Linked DNA regions of Mus musculus: region 1 is linked to region 2. Evidence: chromatin contacts called from public HiChIP or PLAC-seq data. All regions are on one chromosome and are shown on one strand. Each heading gives the region's core, a stretch centred on a gene start, on an enhancer-like site or on the middle of the called end of the contact. The rest is flanking DNA. Distances are from core to core; before and after follow the strand shown. Region 1 has its middle 66 kb from the start of Grin3a. Region 2 holds the start of Grin3a (glutamate receptor ionotropic, NMDA3A).

What was found. HiChIP or PLAC-seq counts read pairs in DNA pulled down with a chosen protein or histone mark.
Region 1: a contact with region 2 is called in an H3K27ac HiChIP or PLAC-seq map of neural progenitor cells, with 2.6 times the contacts expected there. The contact joins the enhancer-like site here to the promoter of Grin3a in region 2. A contact is called at or near these places in 6 of 39 promoter capture datasets (the HPC-7 cell line, cranial neural crest, embryonic stem cells and 3 more), 1 of 484 Hi-C or Micro-C datasets (trophoblast stem cells), 2 of 115 datasets of contacts at active chromatin or transcription factors (embryonic stem cells and neural progenitor cells) and 2 of 9 other capture datasets (embryonic stem cells and liver).

The regions. Positions count from the first base shown.
Region 1 is chr4:49,908,553-49,915,768 of GRCm38.p6, reverse strand. No RefSeq gene overlaps it. Among named protein-coding and RNA genes, the nearest start is that of Grin3a, 66 kb to the right of the region's middle. Within about 2 kb of position 1,943, at least 31 of the 459 cell types and tissues checked have an H3K27ac peak or open chromatin away from gene starts, as enhancers often do. A contact at or near this core is called in neural progenitor cells, where this site is marked.
Region 2 is chr4:49,842,343-49,848,956 of GRCm38.p6, reverse strand. Grin3a (glutamate receptor ionotropic, NMDA3A) reads left to right here and starts at 3,188. Exons shown (of 9, transcript NM_001033351.2): 1 at 3,188-4,574. The coding sequence starts at 3,876.

The sequences.
Region 1 (7,216 bases), core at 694-3,193, 68 kb before region 2:
CTCCTGCCTCCTTGCCCTGACATTTCCCTGTACTGGGGCATATAATCTTCCCAAGACCAAGGGCCTCTCATCCCATTGATGGCCGACTAGGCCATCCTCTGCTATATATGCAACTAGAAACACAAGTTCTGGGGGGGAGAGGGGGTACTGGTTAGTTCATCTTGTTGTTCCTCCTATAGGGTTGCAGACCCCTTTAGCTCCTTGGGTACTTTCTCTAGTTCCTTCATTAGAGGCCCTGTGTTCCATCTAATAGATGACTGTGAGCATCCACTTCTGTACTTGCCAGGCACTGGCATAGCCTCACAAGAGATAGCTATATCAGGGTCCTATCAAGTGTCCTTTTATTTTCTCAGATGATGTGATGAGATAAGAGCTGAACCTAAGCTGTGTGATTACATGGTTTGGCCTGAGCCCAGGCATTTTCTTCTCTGTTTTAACTATCCCTAGGCCTGGAAGTTTCTAGCCTCTTTACAACCTACTCTTCCAAGCTGACAGATTTAGTCTGGCTTCTCATGCTTCTAACTAAATTATTCTCCCTGGTTTCACACCAACTTTAGCAATATGTTCTAATATTATGATTCTTCTCATTCTCTGGATCATTTTGTCTTCGCCTGTGTCTAATTTGTTCTCTCTGCTACCTGTCTTTGTAAAACTGCCATACACATACACACATCCTACCCACCTTGCACCACACATACCACACCCCCCTGCTCTAAAGTTCCTTCCTCTGCTGCTCGAGTATCCTATCTCTTACTCATTTTGTTAAATCTTTCTCTGATTCATCATGTGTTCTGCCTCTTAAGTAGGCATCACTCTCAAACTTGGCTGCTTTCTTCTACAAATTAACCTTACCTTCACTGTTAAGAATTAAAGGTGTGTACTAAGGCATCCTGTGTTCCAGCTAGATCATACTGTATTCCATGACATGTCTGCATTCCAGACAGATCATATCTTTGGATGTGATCCCTTGCCAGAGCAACCATGTTTCTGGAGTAAAATTAAAATTTTTTTCACTTTGACTTCATGAAAAAAAAAAATTGAGTCATTCTCATAGACTCCCACAAATTCAGACATTTAACACATACTGAATATCTATAATATGTTGAGTAAAAATGTAAGTGCCAGGGCATGTAAATATAACAAAATGTATGCCTTTCCTTCAAGAGATTTTTATTCTTATGTAGACAAATATGCTTTAAATTAGTAAATCAAGTAATACGTTGAAAAGTGGTATAGTCATGATCAAAATGTAGTGTCAGACACAGTAGGTGGGAAGACTAGGAAAGAAATCTGGATAGATGAACTACTTTGGGAAGGTGGGAGAATTGCCCAGACAGCTGGCTATGTATTTTGTGCTCCAGGCAGACAGACAGCTGGAGTAAACATGTTAGGCTGGGAGGATTTTCACAGCTATGACTTCACATTTGTATTTTGATTATTTTATTAATTCGTCTCCTCCCTTTGTAATCTCCAAAAGAAGTGAGAACAGTGTCTGCTTGCTCCATTTTCCTGCTGGCTTTCTATCCCAGAGTTGCTCTGATGTAGGCTGTGTGCATATCATCCCTAGTTTGCTATAAAAGTTCTTCATCTGATTTGAAAAGGTAGCATTTCCTATTCTAGTCTATGCTAGCTTTGCTCTTCCATGCTCTTGATGGTCACCGGTCTTTGTGTCTTATCCATCTCTGGTTCATGCCAGTCTGCAACAGAACGTTTCCTTGCATCAGGTTACCTATCACTAACTCCAGGAAGCCTTCATTCTGGTTCTCTTCTCAATAGAGTTAACTTTAAATAAAAGAGTATTTATAAACTGCCCGCTACCATTAAATAAATGGCCTGCTACAGATTATTCTTTTCACAGGCAGTCAGCCTGGCTTCTCCTAATACAACTGAGCAGGTTCTGCTGTCTAATTCTCAGTCTTTGGCTGACTGCCTGAGCTCGGCAGAACATCAGTATTCTGCTCTGTTCTATGATAGACAGGGGGTTATCCCACTTCTTTTTGGCAGGAAGAGGAGCTTCAAGTTTGGCTCTGAATTGAAAATGGATACATTGAGAAGAAACAAGGTCACCACTATTCTTTCTGTGCAAATAGCTATTAAGCATTTTCTGTGCATGATTTAGTTCAGGAGTTTTGATATTTAACTCTTTAGGGCCCAGTAACATAAGTGATATAAAGCTGTGACTTTCTTATTAATCTCTGTGAATTCTGCACCAGTTGAGCAACTGTAGTTCCATTATCATTGTTCACGTGTGTATAAAATATGCTTTAAGACAACTTATTGTTTCATGTCCTAAATTAAATACAAATAAAATAAATAAACCAAAAAGATTGAAGGGAAATCATTCAAGACAGTAAATCAAATGAAATTCATTTTTTAACAATATGACCATTTACTCAAAACATTACAAAAAGTTATGATGGAAATAGTGTGCAGAACACCTTTTCTGAGACTATCCAATCTAGTACAATCAAAATATGCCTGTTGATACCAGTCACGAAATGAATGCACAGTACATAAATTTACGACCATCAGGTCACCTTCAAGGTACACTCTGCCACCATAAGCTAAGCATAGAATAATCCAAAAGTAAAGAGAAGAGAAGATTCTGATCGCAACTAACGGATTTAAACTAAGAAATACCACACAGTCTTACTGTAGCTATATAGAGATTCAATAAAAATATATGTCTATACATATGGGTATATAAGTACATAGGTATGCTTTGAGTAAAATGAAATTTATAACAAAATTAAGAGATAATTCCATATTGCAACACTTACTTTTATCAACTAGACACATTAAGAGTATTTTGAATACAGGCTTCTACTTTAGTGTTAGCCTTAGTTCTAATCAGTAATTGTATAACCGGGCAGAAACATCTTTCTGAGCTAGCTATTGCTTACATATGGTCACATGATAATTTATTCTGTATAAAACTTACCTATGCTACAGTGACCAGTATAAATAAAAACACTAATAATACACTTACCTTATTAGATTATAAAAATCTTTCATTTGAATTCTTTTTTTTTTTTTTTTCGATATAGGGTTTCTCTGTGTCCTGGAACTCACTCTGTAGACCAGGCTGGCCTCGAACTCAGAAATCCGCCTGCCTCTGCCTCTTGAGTGCTGGGATTAAAGGCATGCGCCACCAACGTTGGGCTGTTTCTTACTTTCTATCCTCTTTTAAATTGTTTGTGTCTTTATGTTTCAATCACATAATATTTCGACAATATATTCTTAGGTCTTGTTTTTTCATCCAATCTGTCTATTTCTACCTTTAATTTGAGCATTTAGTATATTCTTCTGATTAGATCCACATTTCCACATACTATCACTTTTCTTCTACCTCAAGGATTTGTTTTTATATTCTTATAATACAAAGATCCTATTTCTCAACTGATTTTCAAATACATATATACTAGGTTGGCAATTTTCTTCTCCCACAACATACATTATTCTGTTCTTGTCCCAGATGCAGCACTTTCAATAAGAAACCTGCTCCTGTCTCTCTGTATGTAAGTCAGCTCCATCCATAATGTCACGTTTCCTCTGCTGAATGCTGGGGAGATATTTGTTTATGATTTGCTTTGGTGTGCTGTTTCTTATGTTTGGACTTCATTGAATTTCTTGGGCTTGTATGTTTATACTATTTCGAAAGTGTTCATTCCTTATTTGGTCAAACACTTCCCTGTGTTTTCCTTTCTAGAACTCTAAATACACACAGTAGATAACTTGAAATAATTCTATAGCTCACCGAAGCCCTATTTAAGCATCATTATTACTGTTTATTATTATGCTTTTCTCTCTGATTCTATGTGTTCAAATTCACTAGCATTTTTATCTATGGTGTCTACAATGTCATTTCTTCAATCTGGTGAACATTTCATGCTCAAAAGGAGATCTCTTCAAATTCTGGGATTCTCTGGGCCCTTCTCTCCTCTCTGATTCTCTGCCCTACGAATCTTGGTCTCTATTCAGCTGTAACATTTCAGTTGAAGAAGCAGCTTTGTGTGTCCACTGAGACTCCTCTCACCATCACATGGAAATTCCCTTAGAAAGCTAGGATTATGGTATGGATCACCTAAACAATCCAACTTCTTTTCTAATGGCTTCATGTATAATATTATGAAAACCTTTTATGTATTATTTCTGGATTTTATTATTGGTTTTGTTTGTTGTTTGTTTGTTTGTTTCATTATTTTAGACAGAAATGGCTCTCTTTACCGATCTTAAACAGAAGTCTAATATTGAGCAAAATCAAACATGATACTGAAAATAAAGTACTTTGAAATAATTCAATGGACTTTGTCTATTGCTGTTATGATCATTGAGTTTTGAGCTTTTTAAATTGTACTTTTGTACAAATCTCCTCACTATGTGAACTAAGTGTTCCTAACTAAAGAAAGTGTGCAGGGATGAAAATATTAACAGCCAACAATAACTGAGCATAAGTGCTTTAAATTAATTGCCCATTTAGTTGCAGTTCAATGCTATAAAGTATGGTAATATTTGCATTTTATAGATGGGGAATCTGAGGATCAGAGAGATTAAATAAATTGTTCAAGGTTAAGTAGCTCCTAAGTGGTAGATAGAGAATGTAGCCAGGGTCTGTCTAACCCTAAAGTCAAACCTCTTAACCTTCATATATCACTGCCAAAACACTCTTCAGCGACTATGAAAAACATCTTTGCCTCATAGAACTAAAGGGTTTGGAAAGGAAGGGGAAAAAACTGTGCTTTCATGATCTCATTGGTTTTCCAACCATTTTTCTCCAAAACCCGTGTCTATAAATGTGTTATAAAGGTGCTGGTTTTAATCTAGTGTTCTTGAGTTTGACATCCTATCACATGGAAATAATACAAATTTAATAAGGGTGTTTACTCCCCTCAGAGCCTAGCAGACTCATATATGAGACACTTAGCATGTCATGGTTAAGATGGTACCTGCTTTAGTACTGGCAACGGGAATGTTTTTTGAGAGTGGCCAATTAGTTGCAACTGAACAAGATTAAGACTAAGGGAATAGGACCACATGTGCGATCACTGTACTAAGTAACTCATCAGAGACATCTCCATTAACTATTGTCAAAATACCCCATCTTTTCCAAGGATACACCATACCAAAAGTCTATGAAATTGGATAACCTCCGGCAAATCCTATTAATGCAAATGAAAGATTTCTAAAGGGTGGTAAATCTAGTCCTGAAAGAATACCAAGATCACACTAATTAGTTATTTTAATAACAACAAAAAAGAGACCAAACAGTGCCCCAGAATTATACTGTCTTGTTGATTTTCTTAAGACAATTAACTCATCCATGAGCTTAAAATATTTTTAAAGAGTAAAGATAAGTTCAAAAATCTTAATGCTCTTCCTCTCCCCAAAATCCTAAGCTTTTAATAACTCCCCCAAATGTTAATTTTGAATAACTTCCTTCTATGCTTATAAAAAGAAATAGGGCTATTTAGAGATATAGAGGAATTTCCTTCATAAATTTTAGTGAAGTGTTTTCATTGTATTTAAAACACATCATATACATTTTGGTTGCTGCAACTAATTCAACTTTTTCAATTATTTTCCCTGATAATATTTCTCAAATGAACAGATATAGTTTAATAATGCTAAAAATCCAAGTACCTGTGCATAGGTCAAAGTTTATAGCCTTCTGGTAAAAGTGAGAGAAATGACTATGTGTGTGACTTAGTGGTAGTGACGTAAGCTCATACCTACTTAAAAAGTTCATAAGAGGTCTATGGTTATTGCCAGGGCTGTCATTGTCAGAATTATCAGGTTAAATATAGTCACATCTCCTAAACCTGCAATGAAGTCAACTATGAGGTTATGGCATCTTTGACCTCTTTCTATTTGCTTGCTTTTCAGTTCTTCTGTGTGAGTAGTTTCTGAGAAATGACTCGCCCTTGACATTTGTTTGGAATTTTTTAGAAATACTTGACTCTCTTCCCTTTCCTCTTATGACATTTATTTCATGGACAATAACATTATGCATCATCATCATCATGAGATACAATTTCTTGGAAAATTCTCTCTTTATGCAATATCTTGTTTTATTCTCAAGTCTTGAACTAATTTGATTACTGATAATGATCCATCAAAATTAGTTCTATCTCTCACAGAAATTGAGAATAAGTAGACCCTTGGTCAAACTTGGAATCCGTGCTTAATTATCATTAATTTCATATTTATTATTCTCTCTTTTGAGAACCCACAAACATTTAGTGGAGAAAATTGAAAATGGGGAAAAGTTGAGTTCCTTCTACTTTCCCCAAGCATAAAATTATAGTAATATTTATCCGGAGAATTTTCATGAATAGCCTAAAAAGTCAGTCAAGAACAGAGACTGGAACAAAACACCCATGGAAGGAGTTACAGAGACAAAGTTTGGAGCTGTGACGAAAGGATGGACCATCTAGTGATGCCATCCCATAATCAGCTTCCAAACACTGACACTATTGCATACACTAGCAAGATTTTGCTGAAAGGACCCTGATATAGCTGTCTCTTGTGAGACTATGCCGGGGCCTAGCAAAAACAGAAGTGGATGCTCACAGTCAGCTATTGGATGGATCACAGGGCCCCCAATGGAGGAGCTAGAGGAAGCACCCAAGGAACTAAAGGGAACTGCAACCCTATAGGTGGAACAACATTATGAACTAACCAGTACCCCAGAGCTCTTGACTCTAGCTGCATATGAATCAAAAGATGGCCTAGTCGGCCATCACTGGAAAGAGAGGCCCATTGGACTTGTAAACTTTATATGCCCCAGTACAGGGGAACGCCAGGGCCAAAAAGTGGGAGTGGGTGGGTAGGGGAGTGGGTGGGAGAATATGGGGGACTTTTGAGATAGCATTGGAAATGTAAATGAGGAAAATACCTAATAAAAAGTATTTAAAAAAGAAAACACAGTATGCTATTATTTGGAGTCTCTAATAGATTGAGGTGTATAATTTGAAAATATCTTTAATTCCAATACTTATTTAAGTTCTTTCTCTGATTAACAGCCTGTAATTATTGGTAGGAGAACACAAAGGAGAACATGTGTGTGTATTTAAAAGGGGACGAAGGATGCTAGTACGTAGACAGTCGTCTAATCCAGGTGATCATGGTGCTTCAAATCGATGTTGTGTCTTTAAGAAACTTACTTTATTCTTTCTTCCAAGTCTTGGTTTCCTCAAGCATGGGAAAGTGATAGTCC
Region 2 (6,614 bases), core at 1,939-4,438:
TGTTGCGTTAGTCCTCATGAGCATCGTGACAGATGACTGTAATCCCAGCACTAAGGATGCGAGGGAAAGCAGGAGGATTGTTTGACTTGAGTCCAGCCTGGGCTACAGAAGTCTTAAGACCCTGTCTCAAAAGAAAACAAAAATTAGCCCTGCCACTGACTCTGTTGCCCAGTGTCTTGCAGTCACACCTGTCACCCTATGCAGACCAGAGCCACACCTCCTGGTTGGTTTTCACTGCCTGCCTCTTCCTTTGAGCCTTTCTGCTCTAACAGCCCCCACTGTGACTGCTGTGAGTTGTCTTGCTCTGGCTCTTTGGATCCTTCACTCTTATTCAAATACCCCAGAAACATTTCTGCATAAGAACCCTTTCCTGGGGGAGTGGGTAGGGGAGCGTGTGGAGGACTTTTGGGATAGCATTGGAAATGTAAATGAAATAAATACCCAATAAAAAAAGGAAAAAAATAAAAAGAACCCTTTCCTAAGAACCCTCTCCATTGCTCTTTCCTCCCCTTGGGACTCCTTGCTCCATCATTCTCACAAATCACTGCCTCACCTCCCTTTATCTCTTTATTCAAAAGGTATGTTCTTGGGGGTTTTCCCTGGCTTTGCCTTCTAAAAATCACAGCTCACTTCCCTTCTATTCCTGTGGGCTTTTTTTTCCTCCTGAGCACAAGACAGCATGTCCTGTGTGTATTTGATTGTGTTCTTTGTTGTCCTTCTGTTCCATTAGTTCATAAACTAATATTTAGCACTCTGTGGAGTTATTAACAATCTTAGTCTGAAAAGGCAGAGAATTCATTTATTCTAACTGGGATTAAATCACCTAATCCCAGGATAGCCTTATGCCTGTGCACAGTAGGTTTTACTAACTGATTATTGAGTAATGAAAGGGTTTTTAAAATTATGGTCTTGTAGGCACGAAAAAGAGAGGAAGGGGAAGGGAAAGAGGAGAGATAAGAAAAGGCGAAAAGAAGAATGTCAGAGTTGCTCTGCAGTGACAAGAGAACCAGGTGGCAAAAGGAGGACAGAGAAGAAGAATAGCACAGGGGCTGGGGAGAAGCTCCTCTGTAAAGTGCTTGTCACTGAAGCCCGAGGGCCTGAGTCTCCTGAATCTACTCTAAAAAACCAGGCATGGCATGGTAGCATGCACCTTTAATACCAACAGTAGGAAAGAGAGACAGAATACCAAGGATCTCAATGGCCATCCAGGTTAGCCTTATCATTGAGTTCCAGGTCTCACTGAGAGAGACTTTGTCCCAAAGACAAGACAAGCTAGAATGCTTCTGAGGCACAAAGCAGAGGGTGACCTCTGGCCTCCACCTGAGCTAACACAGATGTGTACACGTACATAGACACACACACACACACACACACACACACACACACACACACACACAAACACACCAAAAGGAATGACGCAGAGTAGAAAGGACCTGGGGAGACTCGAAAACAGAAAAGGAAGAGCTCTTCTTCCAGTTCACAAGCTTCCACCAGGGCTCCGTCAGTACCAAGCTCAGAACTATGCAGCTCATCTGAGAATAACCAGGTCAGCCACACTCTCACGGCCATGATGAACTTGTAAGTAGCCTAATGCCCAAAGTGAATCCAACAAAACCTTTCCCAGTCAGGCCAGGCTACTCTCTATCAACACCTACTCTCTGAGGAACTTCATCTGAGCACACATGCAATGCCATGGTGCTAACGGTTGCTATGCAGAGTCACAGTTATAGGCACTCCTTAGTCTTCCATACACATACTCCAGCTCCTCCTAACGGCACGGGTGAGAGCCTCAAGTCCCTGCCGTGCAAGGACCACACATTCTACACTATACTTTGTATCTCAAGCAATGTGGTACTCTGGGATAAAGGAGATTGCTGACAGAGCTTTGATCTCTCTCTGACCTCAAGAGAGAACAGGGGCTTTCTATTCTGATTTAGCCCCCATTAAGCGTTTACTTCCCAATGGTGGAAGTTTTTTTAACCCTGAAGCAACTCCATCTTACAAAACTTACTTTGTGCTGAGACAAAGAGTCTTCTCTTTGCCAGGTTCTCAAGAATTTTATTTGTCTATAGTTTCATTATCCCAAAATTTAAAACATGGTGGAAACTTAAACTCAAGAATCAAAACAACTTTTTAGAGCTAAAGGTTTGATGTATTTACATAGTAATTTAGCAGCTCCAAACAACAGGGCAAGGACAGGTCAAATAAATTGCCGAGGTCACAGTTCTCCAGAGGTGATATTGGACTCAGTATTGCTGATCACCAATGCTGTTAGTCACGTAGTCATCTCCCCCACCCTCCTCATGAATGATTCCTGTAACATAAAAAGTAGTCAATTTGCAATATGTGTGGCATCCATAAGATTTCCTTAACCCTTTTGCGTTTTTTCTGATGTCACTTATTAAATGGGGAGAAAGTTTAGATAATAGGCTCATTGACCCCTGGGTTGCTGTATAAATGAAATAACTCACAAGAAACTACAACCTGGACACTCTTGGTCTATATACTACGGACAACTGGTGAAGGCTTTTTAAGCTCTGAAAGTACTTTTATTGCATTTTATTTATTTTATGTCTGGGATGGATGTGAGCACGTGAATCTTGCCACGCAGGGGTGCACGTTGGAGGACAACTTTCTTGAGTCAATTGTCTCTTTCCATCTTAAAGGACCTGGGGATGTAAATGCAGTTGTGAGGCCTGGTGGCCAGCTCTTTAACTTCTTGAATCGCTTTGAATCCACGTTTTTTATCCCGAGAATCAAAAAAACAAGACCCCTTTAAAAACGCATAAGCTCCTCTGCCAAAGAAAAGCAAGAAGAAATCAGATGTGTAAATAATTCTTGCTTTAATACTCTGGACTAGAAAAACCCTTTAGAGTGGTGTCGCCAAGGGATACTCCTTAAAGTCACAGTGGCTTTTAACCGGTCCCTGTGACCCATTAGGCTTCAGATCTCTCAGTACCGACTCCGAATTCAGAAATCCCCCAGGCTGTCTTTGCGTACATCCGCCAAAGGGAATTGTGCCAACTACAGACTCTGCGTTTGAGGGGCGAGGACTTTGCAGGGGCGCGGGACTGTGCGGCAGGAGAATCTCACCATCAGTGGGCGTTTAGCGCAGCCAAGCGACAGGCTGGCGCCAGGGCTCTGCTACTGGGAGGCGCCGGCTGAGGCGGGGAGAACTTTGGCGCTCAGAACAGAACCACCCTTCGCTGGCCAGTTGTGTCGCTCCTCCAAGGAAGCCGCGGAAGTGGCGCCTGGGCGAAAAGCCCGGCAGAAAAAGGAAGAGAGGAAGTAGAAAGGGAAGAGGGGAAAATGAACCAGGCGCTGGGGGAGCCCGCGGTAAGGTGGCCGGCGGGGAAAGGAAGCAGGTTCGGCAGCTGCTTTTCCGCACCCCGTGCGTGAACGCCCTCTCCTCTGCCACCCCAGTAAATAAGTGGGTGTCTCCTGAACTGAACAGCAAGAGAAAAGAAGCCAGCCAAGTGAGAGTACAGCTCCTCTGTCACTGCCGCCCCCTTGCAAGTCTGGCGGCTTCTCGCGGGGCCAGACGCTGCGCCCCAGGCGCCCTGCAGATGGGGTGGACAGGGACCCGGAGCTCAAGCCACGGGTGACCCGCGCTGGCCAACCGGCCTGCGGCGCTTGCGGAGGATGCTAGGCGGAGGAGCCCTGGAACCGCATCCGACACTGCCCGGCGTCCGCTAGGCTGCAACTTGGAATGCCCAGGGAGCGGTCCGGCTCCTGTGACCACTTCGCCGCGTCTAGGGAAGCTGCGCTCAGGATTTGGAGGCAGAGACCTCAGGCGGCGGAGACCTCCGGCGGCGGCTGCAGAGGGAAGAGCCGGGCGCAGGAGGGGGCGCGCTTTCTCCCAGCGGGTCTCAGTAATGAGGAGACTGAGTTTGTGGTGGCTGCTGAGCAGGGTCTGTCTGTTGCTGCCTCCGCCCTGTGCACTGGTGCTGGCCGGGGTGCCCAGCTCCTCCTCGCACCCGCAACCCTGCCAGATCCTCAAGCGCATCGGACACGCGGTGAGGGTGGGCGCGGTGCACTTGCAACCCTGGACCACGGCCCCACGCGCAGCCAGTCGCGCTCAGGACGGCGGCAGGGCGGGTGCCCAGAGGGATGAGCCAGAGTCGGGGACGTGGCGGCCACCGGCGCCCTCGCAAGGCGCACGTTGGTTGGGGAGCGCCCTGCATGGCCGGGGTCCACCCGGCTCCCGCAAGCTCGGGGAGGGCGCCGGGACCGAGACCCTGTGGCCGCGGGATGCCCTACTGTTCGCTGTGGAAAACCTGAACCGTGTGGAAGGGCTCCTTCCCTACAACCTGTCTTTGGAAGTAGTGATGGCCATCGAGGCGGGCCTGGGCGACCTGCCACTTATGCCTTTCTCTTCCCCAAGCTCACCGTGGAGCAGTGACCCTTTCTCCTTTCTGCAGAGCGTGTGCCACACCGTAGTGGTACAAGGGGTTTCAGCGCTGCTGGCCTTCCCCCAGAGCCAGGGCGAAATGATGGAGCTGGACTTGGTCAGTTCTGTCCTGCACATCCCAGTGCTCAGCATAGTGCGCCACGAGTTTCCGCGGGAGAGTCAGGTGAGAGGAGTCTGGTGCGTGGAGTGCTGTGCGCTGCTGGGAGTCGGGACCAGAAGGGGAGGAAGAGTGTGGGGGAAGCCTGGGTTTGTTGGCTTGTTTGTTTTTTAACTTTGATGTTTGAGGCTTGGACTATGTCCCTAGGCGGTAGGTTAGAGGACTTCAGTTGAAATAGAGTAAGACATTTTAAAAGCAGGCAGAAATAAAATGCGAAGTTGGGGGTGGGGGAGGGGTCACAGATGGAAGGAAGAAAGTGGAGATGATATGTGGTGGGGGCGGGAGGCAGTCATGTTTTGACAAGCTATGAGAAATCTAGTGGGTTCCAGACACCTGAAACTTAAGGTTCAGAACCGTGGACAGTGATCAAGGGTTCTACACTGGAGTGAGGAACAGGGGTGGGGCCCCAGACTTGCCACTGTCTTAAACTCCCAAAGGGCATTCAGAAAACCTGTAACAGAAAAAGCAGCAGCTGGTCTTTTTTACTTCTTCCAGAGGCGTGCCAGGGCTCTGTGGTGTAAGGAAAAGCACGTCCCTCTGGCTTCCCTTCAGTAAATGTAAAAGTCTGCAACTAGTACAGAAGCCACCGTGGCTGGCAGTCTTACAAATGGAAACCACTGGAATTACCGAGAGTACAAAAGATGAGGAGACTCATCTGTGGGTTCTTTGCCCCCACCTTCCTTCTACATTGTGTGGGCTCAGAGGCTGGACATGTGATCGCTGTAAAGAGCCCATTTCTGCTCTCTTTATTTAAGAATAAACAAATAATGACTTAGTTTTTTAAGGGGTTGAAAAAAATCTAAAGATATTGTCAGCAAAGAAACTATTTGTGGACTTAAGTCATGACTAGTAACAAAGAGGAGATGTGATACTCAGGAAGGAGACAGGGTCTTTACAGCAACACAAGTTTTTTGTGTTTTGTAGACTGCTTTTAGCATACCAACTCGTGTCATCCTTTTACAAGGTATGCGTGAGGTCAATGAATGAAAAAATGGTCCCATTTTAAAGACTGAGAAACTGAGGAAAGTTCCAGAATTCAATGAACATTGGGCTAGGGAGAGTCTAGAGATCTGCAGATTTGTAACTCAGCATCATTTTCACTCTGTCCTTTGGTTGACAAGATATTTTTCATGTCCCTTCTTGAACTTTTTGGTCTATATGCAGAGATATAGTCTGAAGTGAGTATGGCAACAGACAAGTGGCAAGTTTGATAAAAAATCTATGTCTAAAATATTCGGGGAATACTAAGATTTTCTTCTGTGAGAAAAGAAAATGAATCTTACATTTTAAATCTTAGGAAGGACAAGTACAAAATCCTTTCAGCAGTTATCCAGGCAATTTCTATTTAATGATGAAATACAGAGATTGGATCTGCAGAATGCAGGCTAATTAACTCTTATCTAAAATATGTGTGTTACCTGAATCTGGATAGCTATAAGCAGCAGATAAGAAAGCCAGGAAACATGAGTGCACAACATTGCCGGTGACCGAAGTGTTATAAACATGAAGCTGCATCCACAGGCCACACCGTTATTAACCCATATGCAGAAGCAGACCTAATGAAATGCAGGAGTCAGCACACGGGCTGCTCATCACTGTCTCCTTATTACCTAATCCTTCAGAAGTTGCCAATGACGGTCACAGCCACCAAACTCCTTCCCATTTGCAGATTGTTTGGCAGAACTCTTGAACAGCAAGAAAATTTCTCCCCAAATTAGCGTCCCTAGGTTGAAAGGGGAACTGTGTTCCATGATGGATGTGTGCAGCACACAGCACACTAAAAGAAGACAAGTGGAGGAGGGGAGGGGACATGAAGCAGTGCCTAAAATCAGAGAGCTTCCAAGCTGTAAGGAGGCTGAAAATGAAGCCCTCCAGGGAGAAACTTACAAACCAGCTATAAAGTGAATACTCAGCCAAGTGCATTTACTTCTGCTTTAAATCACTGTCCTTGCTGTGTTTAAATGGTACACATCTTAAAAAGGTAAAGATGACTGTGACTCAGACCTGGCTTGTCCCACTGAGGACGTTTCCTTCCATCTCTCCTTG